Regions from separate parts of the Mus musculus genome. Here region 1 is linked to region 2. Evidence: chromatin contacts called from public Hi-C data. All regions are on one chromosome and are shown on one strand. The core of a region is the stretch at or near the end of the contact, and the rest is flanking DNA. Distances in the headings are between cores, read along the strand shown. Region 1 holds the start of Eny2 (ENY2 transcription and export complex 2 subunit). Region 2 holds the start of Lrp12 (low density lipoprotein-related protein 12).

Region 1 (7,317 bases), core at 2,592-5,091, 4.5 Mb after region 2:
AAGAATGAAATAAAACCTGTTTTGTTTTGTTTTGGGAGTGTGTGTTGTGTACTGTGTATTCAGAAGCTGATTTCTGTGTCCAGGAATCTAGATACAGTCCAGATGCTGGCACTGTCATGATTATTGAACCATCTCCTCTATCTATCCTTTATAAAGAATGTTCTCCAATTATCTCTGATTAGTTAATAAGGAGCTGATTAGCCTATGGCTGGGCAGAGAAGGCAGGACTTCTGATTCCAGGGAGACAGTCCCGAAGGAGGTGTGTCTGGGGAGAATGAGAAAGAATTGGTCCTGAGCAAAGGATCGGAGAGGAGTCAGGATGAGCAGGTCACCAAGGGATTCACCATGAGGGTGCACATGGAACAGAGCAAGCCAGGGAAACTCAGACTGCAAGTAACATGGGACCTATCTATGGCTTAGAAAGTTAGAATAGACAAACATCTGCCCAGTCATTGTGTTTAAAGCTTGTTAATAAACTTAATAGGACTTTGAGTCAATTATTTGGGAGCTAGAATGGGAACAGATAAGGCTTTCCCTCCTAAATTATTGACTATATTCACTCTACATAAAAATTATTTCAAACTCTATCAAAATCTGAAATACTGAGATGGCTACAAGAGATTAAAGGGAATACATTTCAAGATATAGGCACAGAAAGAAAAAAAAAAACTTTTGAACAATACTTTATCAGCACAGGAAATAACCACAGGAAATAATAAACGAGATGATATAAAATTAAAATGTTTTCTCAACAGCAAAGAAACTATTAACAGAGTGAAAGGCAGACTACAGAATGAAAGTCTTTAGCTCTATACTCAGACAAAAAGTTAATAGCTAACTATACATAACAACGACAACAAACTAAAAAACTAAAACACACATCACTACACATCAAAGTGTTTCACATCCTTAGCAATCAGGAAAAAAGCAAATTAAACCTACTTTGAGATTCAGTGTCATCCATAAGAAATGAGAGGATAGCGCACACCGATGATCCCGTTTTATGGCTAGTGGAAATTTAAACTACTTATAGCCATTATGGAGATCTATATGGAGGTTTCTCCAAAGCTTATGACCCTACAGCTATACTTTTGGGCATATACTCAAAGAATTCTCTATCCTACCACTGAGATCCCTGCACACTCACATTCATTACTGCTCTCTTCCCAAAAGCTAGGAAACAGAATCAATCTAGATGTTTATCAATAGATGACTGAATAAAGGAAAGCTACACAGATGCACGTATATGAAATGCATTATATTCAGCTGTAAAGAAAATGAGATTTGCAGAAAAATGGACAGCTCTAATCTTGGTTGTCAACTTCATAGGATCCCAAATCATCTTTTTTTTTTTAAGATTTATTTATTTATTATATGTAAGTCACTGTAGCTGTCTTCCGACACTCCAGAAGAGGGAGTCAGATCTCATTAGGGATAGTTGTAAGCCACCATGTGGTTGCTGGGATTTGAACTCAAGAGCAGGTAAGAGCAAGGTAAGAGCAGTCGGGTGCTCTTACCTGCTGAGCCATCTAACCAGCTCCATCCCAAATCATCTTATAGATAAGCCTCTGGGCAAACCTATGAGAGATTACCTAGATCTTAATGGGGGCAGCACTACTGAATAAAGAGAAATCAGGTTGAGAGTAAGCATTCTCATTTCCTGACTGTGGGTGCCAGCAGAGAGAGTTACACAAGGGCACAAGGAAACTTGGGCATTATACCTGTTTAGTACCTTGATTTCACATTAACAGAGAGTAATATAATTTCCTAGACTTTCACTGTCCCAACTTTTAGCGCTCTAGATCTCCACCCTCTGCTAGGGTCTTCCAACAGCAATTCTTCACTTGATTATTTAATTTGCTTTGCCCAATGGAACAAGTGGAAATGTGTCGACAGCCACTGGAACAGCATGTACACCGTGACTTAACTTCCGCAAACAGCCTGTGCTAGCCTGTTGAAAGGTGACCAGCCATATGGAAGACTCAAGTCAAGATCATCTGGCAAGTGATCTAGACAAATCAAGCTGACTAGAACTGCCTCTGCCAACTCGTAACTGAATGAGCAGTGAGGAGAACCTGCTGGCTTGAGCCATTAGGTTTTGTTCCTTCGAATTTTGTTTCCAATCAATTGGCTAACTAAACATGGCCGGATCATTTATTGACACAGAAAGAAAAGCAACAAAAAACGTCCAAGAGAAAGAACAAAAAGAAGGAAGCACCTCTCCTCTTATACCAGCCAACAGCTACCTGTTTTCCTTCACAACTCAAGTCCCTCATCAACTCCTACCGGAAGTTTTCCCAGGTCTCCAAACAAGTTGAGAAAACATACTCAGTTAGACCATTACATTTGCTCACGTTCCTCTCACTACTTGCCCATACTGTAATTAGATGTTTATTAGTGAATGGATTATGATTTATTAGGTACTCATGATTATACCAATCACGTAATCATCTCGATGAATCACAAAACAGGCCCACAACAATTACTTTTACACTTAAGAAACTTTAAAAACAAACAAACAAACAAACAAACAAAAAACCCAAGCATTTGTTGGTCTACTTGTTTATGTCTTTAATCCCAGCACAGAGGCAGCTGGTTATCTGTGAGTTCTGGGCCAGCCTGGGCTACAAAGCAAGTGCCAGGACAGTCAAGAATAGACTCCCTACAATCTAGATACAATCTAGAGAAAAGATACATAGATACATACATAAGTAACGCTTGATACTCAAACGTCGACTAACACCTCTAGATCACTATTTCTCAAAGTACAACCTATGGAAAACTTGTATCAAAATAAGAATCTGCAGAGACATGTATTTAAAAACACAAATCCCTGGACACTTTCCCTAACAAAACTACAATTCCTATGGTTGTAAAAAGGAGAATAGCCTCTAGGAAGTTACAGATAAATAAGTAGTAGCAGCAAGCAACAGTAAGCGCACTAAATCACTTGCCCTCAATAAATTGTAGCATGATCCAGGACCCGAGTATTTGAAACTGCTAACTGAATGTGGAAATTTTTCTCTCCCAAGAAATGATTCTGCGTCAGAAGGAAAAAGGGAGTTGGGGACTTTCCAAGGAGGTGTGGCTTCTCAGCGAACACGTTTACTAAAGGTAAGGTTTGGGAAGGAAGGACAACTTGAACCTTCAGAGCAGGAGCCAGAGATGTATGGGCGGAGAACATCCGAGCCTGAGCTGCGGACGCCTAGGCCAGCCCACAGTGCCGCGGCTAAGGCGCGGAAGGAAAGGGGGCATCCTCGGGTCCCCGCGTGGACGGCCGCTCTAGGTGCAGACCGGCAGGAGGTGGCTGGCTAGCCGGAGTGACAGAGGGTTGCGCCAATGGCAGCCTCAACAAGAAGGAACCGGGTGCGAGAGGGTGCCGCCGATCCCACCTGCATCAAGCTCCAGCTGGTAGCAGGGCAGCGGTTCGAGAGACAGCTTGTAGCCCTCGAAGCGGGGATCCAGCAGAGGTCTTTTCACCCGCAGAGAGCAATTGGCCGCCTCCATCGCGTTCCCCCGATCCCAGCAAGAGAATCAATAAAGCTCTTGTTGAAAGGTCCGCGCTTCACTCCTGGAACTGAGGCTGGGAAACGGCGTGGTTCCCATCCCAGACGACTCTGCGGCGCCACGTCTCTTCTGGGAAGTGTAGTGTCCATGAGAAATTTGGTTCTGTTGCAATGCTGGGAAATGTAGTTTTTTGATCCCTGAACCCACGTCAGCTAACAGACTCTGGACTTCCTTACCCAGAGGGCCGAGCGACCAGAAGGCGGCCCGCGCTAGTTGAATTCTCACATTATAGGCAGGGTGGCCAGATCCCGCCCCGGAAATGCGTGGTCTAGCTTTCTGTGTGCTTAGGTGCCCGAGCTACTGAGGGTCTAAGTCCGGGCAGCCGAAGAGTGTGGTAGGTAACGGTCGTCAGCGCAAGGGTCATTTCGTCGCTGGGAAGGGACGGCCCTCGCCCGCGGTGATGGTGGTGAGCTATGCCCGTGGTCCTCAGGGCCGGGACCCGGGCCCAGCCCAGGCTCCTTTCGATGTGCTGTCTTTCGTTAGCTTCCCCGACCCGCGCTCGCTCGCTCGCTCGCTCGCGGGCCTGTAGGGCTCTCCGACAGGGCGTGCTGCTGGAGTTGGCCGGGAGCCAGTCCCCGCTTTGTTTTCTGGCTCCTCCCCTCCCGCCTCTCCAGCTGTCTGCGCCGTGTTGCATTTTCCTAAAGAATGTCAGAACCGGGAGGGAGTCCCTAGCGCCCTGGTTTTACCAGTGAGAAAACTGAGGCCTTTAGGCATTAAGTGACTTGCCCAAGGTCACTATCCGTGATTTTAGGGGCCAAGACGAGACGAAGTTTTGCTGTTCTTGCTATGACACTGTCTAAACTTTTGCAGTTAATTTGGAAATGTTAAGCCCCAACTACAGAAGTAAAGCGTTGCCTAGTTATTAACCCTCTGTTCACCTGCTTCTTGCGCAGCCCAACTCTGAAAATTCTTTGTAGTCTGAATTTCCATACAGACAAGACGGAGAATTACAAAAGAAGATTCACACTAAGTAGGAAAACATTAACTTAAACCTGACTTTTAAATGGCAAAAATGCGCTCAAAAGTTAACCTTGCTTTTTTTTTTTTTCCCCTACACCTATTTTGGCATTGGTTGTCTGTTTTTTATTGAAAATGAAGAATTTCTCAAAGACTAGTTTGAAATTCGTTTTCTTACTTACCCTTCAGAAATAAGGATATGAAATCCAAAGCTAGGGTAGCAGTTGTAATTCTCCGTGAAGTTTATTGGGTAAAGCAAGCACATAGTCTTATTTCATTTTTCATAGTCGTATCTTTTATTAGTGTGCATGCTATGGCTTACCCAGAAATTGAATGCAGTTAAGATGCAGAAATGAACGCCAGTCAGATATTAGTGTACAATTAAATAAGGTGGGACTCCAAGTACCTGACTTCACATTCTGTCTCTGTGCCTCAGTGTTCTCATCTGTAAAATGGAATTGTGTCATTAGAGCAAATTTGGGGGTTAAATATTCTCAGTTTTAGGTACATAAGTGCTTAATGGTATTATAATAGTAGTTATTCCCTTTTTAAAAAGACAAAGAAAATAAACAATAAAGAGCTTATGAGGGAAGGGAATTGGGATACAGGAAATAGTACTAAGAATAATAATACCATGTAAGGTACTTAAAATTATCATCCTTTCCTTATTATAATGTTCAATGTATTAGGATGATTGTCTAGAGAGGTCTTAGAAGGAAACACTTTTCTAAATATTATGTATCTCAAAATGCATGTTGATGTCCAGGTTAGCAAGATGAACAAAGATGCGCAGATGAGAGCAGCGATTAACCAAAAGTTAATAGAAACTGGAGAAAGAGAACGGTGAGTAATAAATTGTATCAATAAAGTAGGTTTTACCATCTTTAATAATTATATTGGAGGAATTTCAAGTGTCAAGGGCCAAAACATACCTGGAAAGAATTACAGAAAAGTAAAGCTTATCAGAGTTTCTATTCTTAACATCTGTAATAGTTTGAATCAGCATTACCAGATTCGGAAGTGTCATATACAAAGATAAGCAATCAGTGACACTGCTAAGGCATTTTTAACAAAGTGGAAAAGAGACCGCAAAGACACAAATATCTACAGCTGGAGAATATTACCCAGGTTTTATTATAGAACTGTGTTTAATTACCTCAGGCCCTTAACTCTGGGGCAGCATGTGCTGTTACTATTTTCTGAAGGACTTTCTTGTTCCTCTTATTTAAATACTCAGCTATGTATCTTCAAATTCCAGCTCTTGTATCCACTCCCTACTCCATTAGCTTATGGTCTTCAGTGTGATCCACCCTCCATGACAGAGATACCTTTGTATTCCCATTGTATAATGCTATGCTCAAAACCTAATTTAAGGAGCAAACGTTTAAAGAAAGGGCTGAGAAACAAACAGAATGGCTCTCAGAGCAGGGTAATCAAGTGTACAAAGGAATGTCAGGAACTGTGGAGTTGCTTCCATTTTACCTGGAGGTGTTTGAGTAAATTTCAGTAATAAAAGAATTTCACCTAGTGTGGAAGAAGAATCTGCAGTCCCCAAGGTCAAAGAGGGAAAGGATAGTCTAGCAGCAGAATCTGCTGCCAGAGCTTTGGTACCTGATAAGTGCTCAGGAACTCACAATATAGGCAAAGTGGGAAAGCTTGTGGCTGGAACAGTATGCAGGAGTATGAATTGTTGTGTAAGAATTCTGGCCATTGAAAACATACTGAATTTCAGAACTGTTTTGACCAATGGAACTATTTAAGCCCATCTAATTAAAATATTGAAAATTTGAAGGTGCTTTTATGCATCATTTAGTCCAGGCACTTAGATATTGTTGCAAGATGTATCTTTTCCTCTCTCAGCTCTGCTTTCGTCTTTGTTGTCTTTATTCTCAAACAGGCCCTACCCACAGGTGGCAGAGATTAGCAGTTCCAAATTTACATTCCACCAGCTCAGAGTACCTATCTCAGCAAAGAGCCTCACTTGATTACCATCTTGCTTAGGTAATAGGCAAGTTATGCGCAGCCGTGCCCAGGTCATATTTCACATTACAAGAACCTTGTCCAGATTTATACAGGGAGAATGACACAGTAGTGTTTGCTTGTTTTTCTCTTACAGAGCAGAAACTGAGTGAGTTACTTGCAAAAGCATACGTTTCTGTCTTTACCTTTGGATAATGGGAATTAGTAAGGATTTTTGGAAAGGGAGTGACTAGATTATATTTTCATTGTAGATACTGTTCTATCAATGGGAATGTAGATTTGAAGGGACCAAGATAGATGGTAGAAAAATTAATTAGATGATGTGGTGAAGGTAGAAAGTAGCAAAATGGAAGGGAGAACAAAGGAGAAACAGACCTCCATGTGAAGAAAGAGATAGCAGATGCTGTGCTGGGGTGTTGACAGTATATGCTTAGAGAATTGTGGTTTTCTCTCTTATTCGTATAGTGCCTGTCAGGTGCCATTCTCTGTTAAGAGCCCAGGATACACATAGTAAAGTCTAATTTCATGGGACTAACATTTTAATGGCCGGAAACACGTTATAATTGTGTAATATGTCACATGGTGATTCAGAGTGCCAGGGTAAAAATCAAGCATGAGGTCTGCAGGGAGGGTGATGTTTTAGACAGAAAAGGTACAGTATCTGATAGCACATCAGAGGACTATGACAGAATGGGGACTCCAGTGGCCACAGTGTTAACATAACCTTGCCTGAGTGTGCTGTCTAAGAAAGTAGGTAAAGGGAGAGGAAACGGAGTCAGCATAGCTGAGGGGAAGACAGAGGTTATTTGTCTT
Region 2 (7,649 bases), core at 4,095-6,594:
CACCCATAACAGTAAGTGCTGGACACTTAATATAGTAAATGTCCTTTCTTTCTCTCTCCTTTAATGATTAGATGGTGAGACCCCACTAAGCTAATTCATTATTGAATTTATATATGTATGTATGTGTGTGTGTGTGCATGTATGTATATATGCATGCATGCATGTATGGAATGCTAATAAGTGTATACACCTATCACCTTATCTCAAAAGAAGGAGGGAAAACGTAGGACTGCAGTGAGGAGGAGAATCTAGATAGAACCTTAGCAGTTAGATAGGTCAATGCAACCTCTGTGTGCTTATAAAGACTTGCAGCAAGAACAGATTAATGCTCATTTTGCAATTTCAAAGTCCAAGCATTTTCTATTTGCTTAAATGTACAGAAATTTTTCTGTATCCATCTCCTGTTTAAAATTCATTCTTTAGTGAATATTGCTAATAATATTTTTTTTTAAGAAAAACCACCAATTATGTAAAACAAAATATCTAAGATCAGAAAGAGAAATTCCCTTTACCTTTTCATAAGCTTTAAACTTTCTATTCTGCAGAAAAACGTCTTGATCCAGGCCTGGCACTTAAACATGTACTCTTGGGACTGAGGAGTCTGGAGCAGGAGGATTGCTGTGAGTTGGAGGCCAGCTTGGGCCACAGCCCCTGGCTTTAACATCTACATTTTAACAGTTCCTTCTACCTGCGGCTCACGTTTCTCTTTGGTTCTCTTCAGTGGAGACCAGACTTTCTAGGAAGCATCTAAATCGTTTATGACACATCATTCAAACCTCTTCCAAGCTTCTGGAATGTAGACAGCTACCCTTCAAAAAGTTGTCACTGCACCCAAGCCCCTGGGATTGGGAGGAATCTGCTGCCTGTCTTCAATCTCCCTAGGATATAGATATAATTTAGATTCTGAACTCAAAGAAGGGTTTATATTAAGCAATTAATTCAGTTTTATTCAATATATTTTATGTAATCAAGCTTGACTTTCTCAGAAGTAATTGGTATCTGCTTAAAATATTTTTCCCTCTGTTCCAGTTATTTCTACCACTTTTCTAAAATTGGAACTTCCAGTTTATCCTTACACTGAAAAAAAATTTTTAGTACTGCTGAGTGTTCCATATAATTCATGGGGAAAAGATTTATCCATTAGATATAAAGTAAAGAGTAAGGAGAATATTATACCCAGCCACAGCATCCATAACAGCAGGCGCACAATAAAGCCTCTTGCCATAATCAGATGATAGTTCAAACAGGAATGTTATCTATCACAGGTCAGAGAGCATACATACATCAGGGTGAGTTTTTACTGACACTGAATGCTTTAGCAGGAAGTAACCTGAAACTCTCCAAGGCAATTATAAGATCATAAACAAGCAAAACAAATGCTCTAAACCATACTCTAAGGCTTCCTCTAGGACGGTGTTCAACAAATGAAACAGTGGCCCAAAAGCTAGAGTCAAGATGAGCAAATGAGGGACGGGAAGGCAGGGAAGGGAGAGTGCATGACAGGCAGCACGCCAGAGTGTGTCCCAAACATAAGGACACCACCTCATGAACTTTGTTTCTTTCTCCAGATATATTCAGAAAGCAAGGCAACAGCCAGCTAAGCTCTGGGGACCACACTCCTTCAAGCTTCCAAAGAAAGCCAGTGCCAATTGAACCTTCACTTTCTCCTGTCCTCCTGCACATTCAAAGCTATTCTGACAGAAGAAAGACTGAAAGATAACACTGGCCCTAGGACAACCTCAGAAAGCATTAACTGTAGGCTGATGTATAAGCTAAATTAATTGTATACTTTTACACAATTTAAAGTTCAAGCAAGACTTTGGCATCTGGAAAGATAACCTGCAGCTATAATAGTCACATATCACAGTTCACCAACAAATAAAAGGTTATGCAAAGAATGTAAACACCAAATAAGGAGTTTTAAATCTATACGAAATGTTTTAAAGGTTCATATTTTGGTTAATAGCCAAGAGTAACTGGAAAAAAACAAAACAAACAAACAAACAAACAACAACAAAAACAACCTACCAAGCAAAGAAATAAACAAAACTGTTGGAATTCCCGAAATACTGGCTCAGAACCTTTCCTTATCAGGTCTATGTCAAATTATTCAGAATATTCACTTGTTTTAATGGAACTTTCTAATTTTATTTATTGATTCGATTATTTACATTAATTTGTGCATGTGTAGGACCTGTGTGTGAAACAGGGTTTGTCTGTCGGGGTCAGAGGACAGCTTTGTGAAGTTTATTATCTCGTCTACCTTATGTGGGTTCCAGAAATTGAACTCAAGTCACCATGCGCTATAGAAAATATCTTTACTACTGAGCTGTCTCAACAGTCCTTTATTTTTTAAGCCATACTCGTGTGTGTGCAAGAACATGTATATACGGAGATCAGAGGGCAACCATACATGTTCGTCCTCAGGTGCTGTCCATCTTTCCCAGACAAAGGTCTGGAGCTTGCCAAGAAGATTATACTAACTAATGAGTCCCAGGGAATCTGGCTGTCTCTGCCTTCCAGAGAGCATGTTACACTGCCCATTTTTACATGAGCTAGGGATGGAATTCAGGACTTCAAGAATTGTACTGAGATATCTCCATAATGTACGTATGTATGTATGTATGTTCCATGTTCACTCAAATGGTTCTGTCAGGGTATATCCACTATACATGACAACTTTAACACAGACCACACAAACTCTACTATTCCTATTCCAGTACAGTTTAGCTATTGCTACAGTTATTTGTTTTTCTTTTCCTAATAATATAAACCCAAATCTGGGTGAGGAAACAGAAACACCCGGGTGTGCACGCACTCGAGCACACCCCCTCCCACTCCCACCCAACACACACTCGTGCACACTCGTGCACAGCTGTACAGAGAATGTCCCTGGCTTCAGGACGAAGAGTTTCTTTTAGCTCTGTCAGTACAGTTCAATATTTTGCCCATCTCACTGCCTCTTATTTCCTTATCATTTGAAACTCAAGTGGTTGGAGACATCAACCTTTGGAATTATCACCTGACAGCTTTATAACCGTGATCCCACAATGGTGGAAAAAGGAGTTTTGGCCTTTGACTTCAATTCCTCACTGAACACAAACACCTTTGTAAAGTACCTACCAGAAGTCCACTGTGTATTATAAATGAATACATCAGGACCAATACTGCTTTACAGCCTCTTTATCTCTGAAGGCAAAGGATCTTTATTTCAAACACCAATGGCATGAGTTTTCCTGAAGACTCAACTTATTTATTTAGTCTGATCAGACATCACATAAACTCAATTCTGATAACAGTGCAGAGCATACACAACTGGACATTCCTAATCACCCTAGATTAAAGAGTCCTCTCACTCTCCTTTCTCCTGGGCCATTATACCAAACCTAGAGCAGGACTTACTCACCTCCAGGCTAGAAAACAAACAACATAATAGCTTATTGATCTCTGGTGTAGACCCAAACCCACAGGTCATCAGCCAAGCAGGGATGGCACTAACGGTGAACAGTCAGGTCCCACACAAACACATCACTGACAGTTACTACATCAAATGTGGATAAGCCCATCACCTGATCAGAACAAAATAACACACCACGTGTGAACTACACTGAAAATATTACTATTTCTTAGCCATCATGAAATGCCAATTTACATTCATTATATTTTTCATATAATGAGAATTCTCAAGGTTTGAAAGTTACCATCATATTTAATTCCACAGATAAATACTTTCGAGATAGGGTTTCTCTGTATAGCCCTGGCTGGCTGTCCCAGAACTCACTCTGTAGACCAGGCTGGCCTCGAACTCAGAAATCCGCCTGCCTCTGCCTCTGCCTCCCAAGTGCTGGGATTAAAGACAAATACTTTCAAAAGAGGTGCTACCATATGCTGGGGAATTATATGCTACAGAAACCACCGCCACTATACTACTGAATTAGTATTTGTGGCAAATGAAGTGGACTTTTTATAAGTAAAAATACCCGCCCCCCCCCCCGTAGCTTCTGTTTGTTTTTCTGGAGAAATCAAACCATTACTCCAAAATGGAAATGTTAATTGTGTTCTCTGCAATATCCATTCAAGGAGTTAACTCATGAGAACTAAGAATGGTGAAGTCAGAGCCCAAGCTGAGGTCTCAGTGGTGAGCAGTCCTCTTAATTTCCTTTAGTTCTAGTTCATACAAAGCACGGTCGTGACACACAATCAGACTGCAATCCGTAAAGTAGTGTCCCTAACCAGATCGCAGACCGGAATGAGGCAAGAGTCACAACAGCATCAGAGGGCACAGATGAAATGATAAGTGAACTGGGAGTCAAGGCAGACTTGTACGTCCCAATAGAGAAAGACTGAGGTGGGGCTGGAAACTATTTTCTGGCCTTCTCTCCAGTGCAGCTACTGGGGAACGAGATCCTACACGCCCGAGACCCACAGAGCCCCAGGCGCAGAGGTGGAGGGGTGGGAAGGAAGCAATCGGGGTGCTTTTGGAGGGAATGGGGACTAAGAGAGATGGGCACGACAGCAATTTCACTGAGAAGAGAACTTCCTGCCTCGGGAAGGATCTGGGACAGGACCGTCCCGGAGGCGACCTCCCCTTCGTAGTCTCACGGTCACATCTTTGTGCGCGAGGACTGTACAGCCGGCAGCGAGCGCTAGAGGAGCGAGCCGCCGGGGGCCTCGCGCCGGGCTGGGGAGTTTTCCCGCACGCCGTCGCTCCGCAGGGACCCCTGGCTCGGACCGGCCCGCCTCCATCGCTCCGAAGGATCGGCGGCGGCCAGAGGACCCCAGCATCCCCGCGGGCAGACAACCCTCCCCGCACCATCCCGCGTGGGTCTTTGTCCCGTCGGCAACCCAGGTCTCCCCGGGTCGCCCAAGCACAGCCCGTCCTGGAGGCCCGGGGGGCCCCCGGGGTCGCCCCAGCTTTGTTCGGTCAGAGGGGCGCAGGGAGGTGGACACTTACCGTACACCCCAGCGAGGAAAAGCAAGAGCCACGCCGACCCCCGCCGCTGAGACTCTTTTGTGCTCCAGCGACGGGCCATACCCACGGCAGATGGAGGGAGCGAGGAGATGGAGGAGGAGGAGCTGGGGCCAGACGCCGCCGCCGCCGAGCCCCTGGCTGCTCCCTGCGCGCTCCGCGGCGGCGGAGGGGGAGGGGCGGGGCCGCCCGCGCGCGCTCCCTCCCGCCGGCCCTGCGTCGGTCGCGCGAGCCCCTAGCGGGCCGGCCTTCCCGGGGGCAGGGACGCGCAGCGCGCGCGCCAGCCGCAGGCGACAGGGCCGGCAACTGCGGGGCTCCGGCCTCGCGCCGCACAACCAGCCGGCGCCGCCACCCGCCAGACTGAGCGCGAGCCGGCACCGGCGCTCATCCGTGCACTCGGCAATCCCCTGGCCCGCCTGTCTTGGTTCCCGCCCCGCGCTTCCCTGGACTCGGCCGAGCTCGGGCGGATTTCGCCGCGCCTGGAGCCGGAGTAGCGAGGCAGTGCCAATCGATGTGCGAGCACGCGAACGCCGGCCGCTGGGTTCCAGGGGCTCGAGGGCTGGAGTGGGGAGTAAGGAGGGGGGAGCGGGACGGCGGGGATGTGCTCTGACCGAGCTCCGCCGCAGTCCCCGGCCTTGGTGTTGTGCCCTCCCCGGAGATCCTCTAGGCTGATGAGCTACGCGTGGAGGGAAGAGGGGTGGGAACTTAGAAGTCCGTTGCTAAGACCCCCGACCTTGCCGGCTCCGCTTGAATTTGGCTCTGAAAGAGTGAATGGGTCGTAGGTCCCTGTGGATAACCTGATGTAGAATCTCAGCCAAAGGATCTGGGGATACATCCGGCCGGGCTACAGGGTCTGTGCTTCTAATCTGGCAGGGAAGACGCAGGAGACCCTTTTGACACTCGGGTGGGGTGGAGTGGACCTGGGACGTGGAAAGAGGGATATCCCTGACCCCCCCCCGCCCCCCCCCGCCCTAAGCCTCTTCTCAGCTCCTAACAAGTATGACACTTCTTTCCCTTAAGTACCCATAGAGCTTCTGTCTGTAGTGACACACTGGCACTTCCACCTTTTTAAAGTGTCGTCTGCACTGTTTTGCCTGCTGTCCTTGCCATTTACAGGCACTGTCCACTATTCGCTGAAGATCAGCAGTGCCCTATGCTGTACTGTTGACACAGGCTATCTTTGTTTCCCGACAATCTTGTGAGATGAATATTATCCACGTTTTAGATAAGCTAATGAGACTCAAAGAGGTTAAATTATCCCAAAGGAGTTATCAAGTAAATCTACGGACTTTGTTTCCCCCATCCCAAAGTCAAGCACTTTCACACTAGCAGGAAACTCAAGCAAAATGCTTAGTACCCATCAGTTACATTAAATTTTAGTATATGCCTGGGGAGGTACATTAGAGTTTTCCTGTATCTCTTGCTTATTTGACCCTTTAGTGACCCCCTGAAATTATATGTCAGAAGAGAAAAGTTAATGCTTAAGAAATCTTTTACAAGATGGCAATAAACAAAAGTCCTGAACCGGGATTTTTTTTTTCTATTCTTTTTTGAGAACACAGCAATTTTGTTGTTCCTGATTCTGCAATCAGCAGATATGATTCCTTGTTTTATGACACTACACTCTGATCGCTGTTTTTGTTTGTTTGTTTGTTTTGTTTTTTGTTTTTTCCCAGAGCTTTTTCTGTTCATTGAATTTGTGTCAGGCCACAAACACAATGAAAAAGTAGACTGTACTGCATTCGTCTCCCACCCCATCACTTTCAGTACCATTCAAGGAACTCTGTCCCAAGAGGAGACACATGGTGCCCCCCACCCCCAGGACCCTTTCGCCTGCACTCCTCCACAAACACTTGTTCATCTACTGAGTGGCCTCTTCGACTGTCAAATAATCAATCTTTTGTTTTCTAAGCCCCTTTAGCCTTCTTAAATTTTAATGAGGACTCTGGAGAACTTCTACTTAGAAATTAAAATGGAAGCTTTAACTATTTTTAGTTCTTTTCAAATAAAACATAAGAATCCATGTTACCATCTCTAAAGCAAATAGGAAAGTGGTGTAGTTTCTCTCTTTGCAGACCTTCCTTGTGTCTGTCTGGCTGAAAACATCTGGATTCCCATATCTGTTTCCGAAGCCAATCTGTTACAGTATGTTGTTTTGGTTGAAGTATATTAAGAAATTTAGACCAAAAAACAAACAAACAAAAAACAGGCAGTGGTGGCGCACACCTTTAATCCCAACACTTGGTAGGCAGAGGCAAGCAGACTTCTGAGTTTGAGGCCAGCCTGATCTACAGAGTGAGTTCCAGGACAGCCAGGGCTATACAGAGAAACTCTGCCTCGAACCCCACCCCCACCCCCGAAAAAAAGAAAGAAATTTAGAATCATAGAGATCTGCAAATTGCAAAAAACAAAACAAAAACAAAACAAACAAAAAACAAAACAAAAAACAAAACAAAACAAACTTCCTTGAAATAGTCTCAAGAACACCTCTACCAATACAGGCTATGCAACGCCAATCCATAAACTGCTCCAAAGCACTGAGCAATGAAACAAGCAACAAAAAAAAAAATATATATATATATAACCACAACTGCCCCACACATAAGATTTTGAAGTTTCAAGCATTTTGGATGAAAGAACACAACTTCTGAAACTTTAAAAACCATCATTCTAGCTGGGG

The links. A called contact is a pair of places that touch in the nucleus more often than the background predicts.
Region 1: a contact with region 2 is called in a Hi-C map of uterus, with 6 times the contacts expected there. The contact joins the promoter of Eny2 here to the promoter of Lrp12 in region 2. A contact is called at or near these places in 1 of 39 promoter capture datasets (pre-B cells) and 1 of 484 Hi-C or Micro-C datasets (uterus).

Annotation. Positions count from the first base shown.
Region 1 is chr15:44,424,270-44,431,586 of GRCm38.p6, forward strand. Eny2 (ENY2 transcription and export complex 2 subunit) reads left to right here and starts at 3,842. Exons shown (of 5, transcript NM_175009.3): 1 at 3,842-3,973; 2 at 5,291-5,367. The coding sequence starts at 3,968. Nudcd1 (NudC domain containing 1) reads right to left here and starts at 4,038. Exons shown (of 10, transcript NM_001113554.1): 1 at 3,393-4,038. The coding sequence starts at 3,507.
Region 2 is chr15:39,938,650-39,946,298 of GRCm38.p6, forward strand. It overlaps Lrp12 (low density lipoprotein-related protein 12), which reads right to left and starts at 5,345. Exons shown (of 7, transcript NM_172814.4): 1 at 4,955-5,345. The coding sequence starts at 5,033.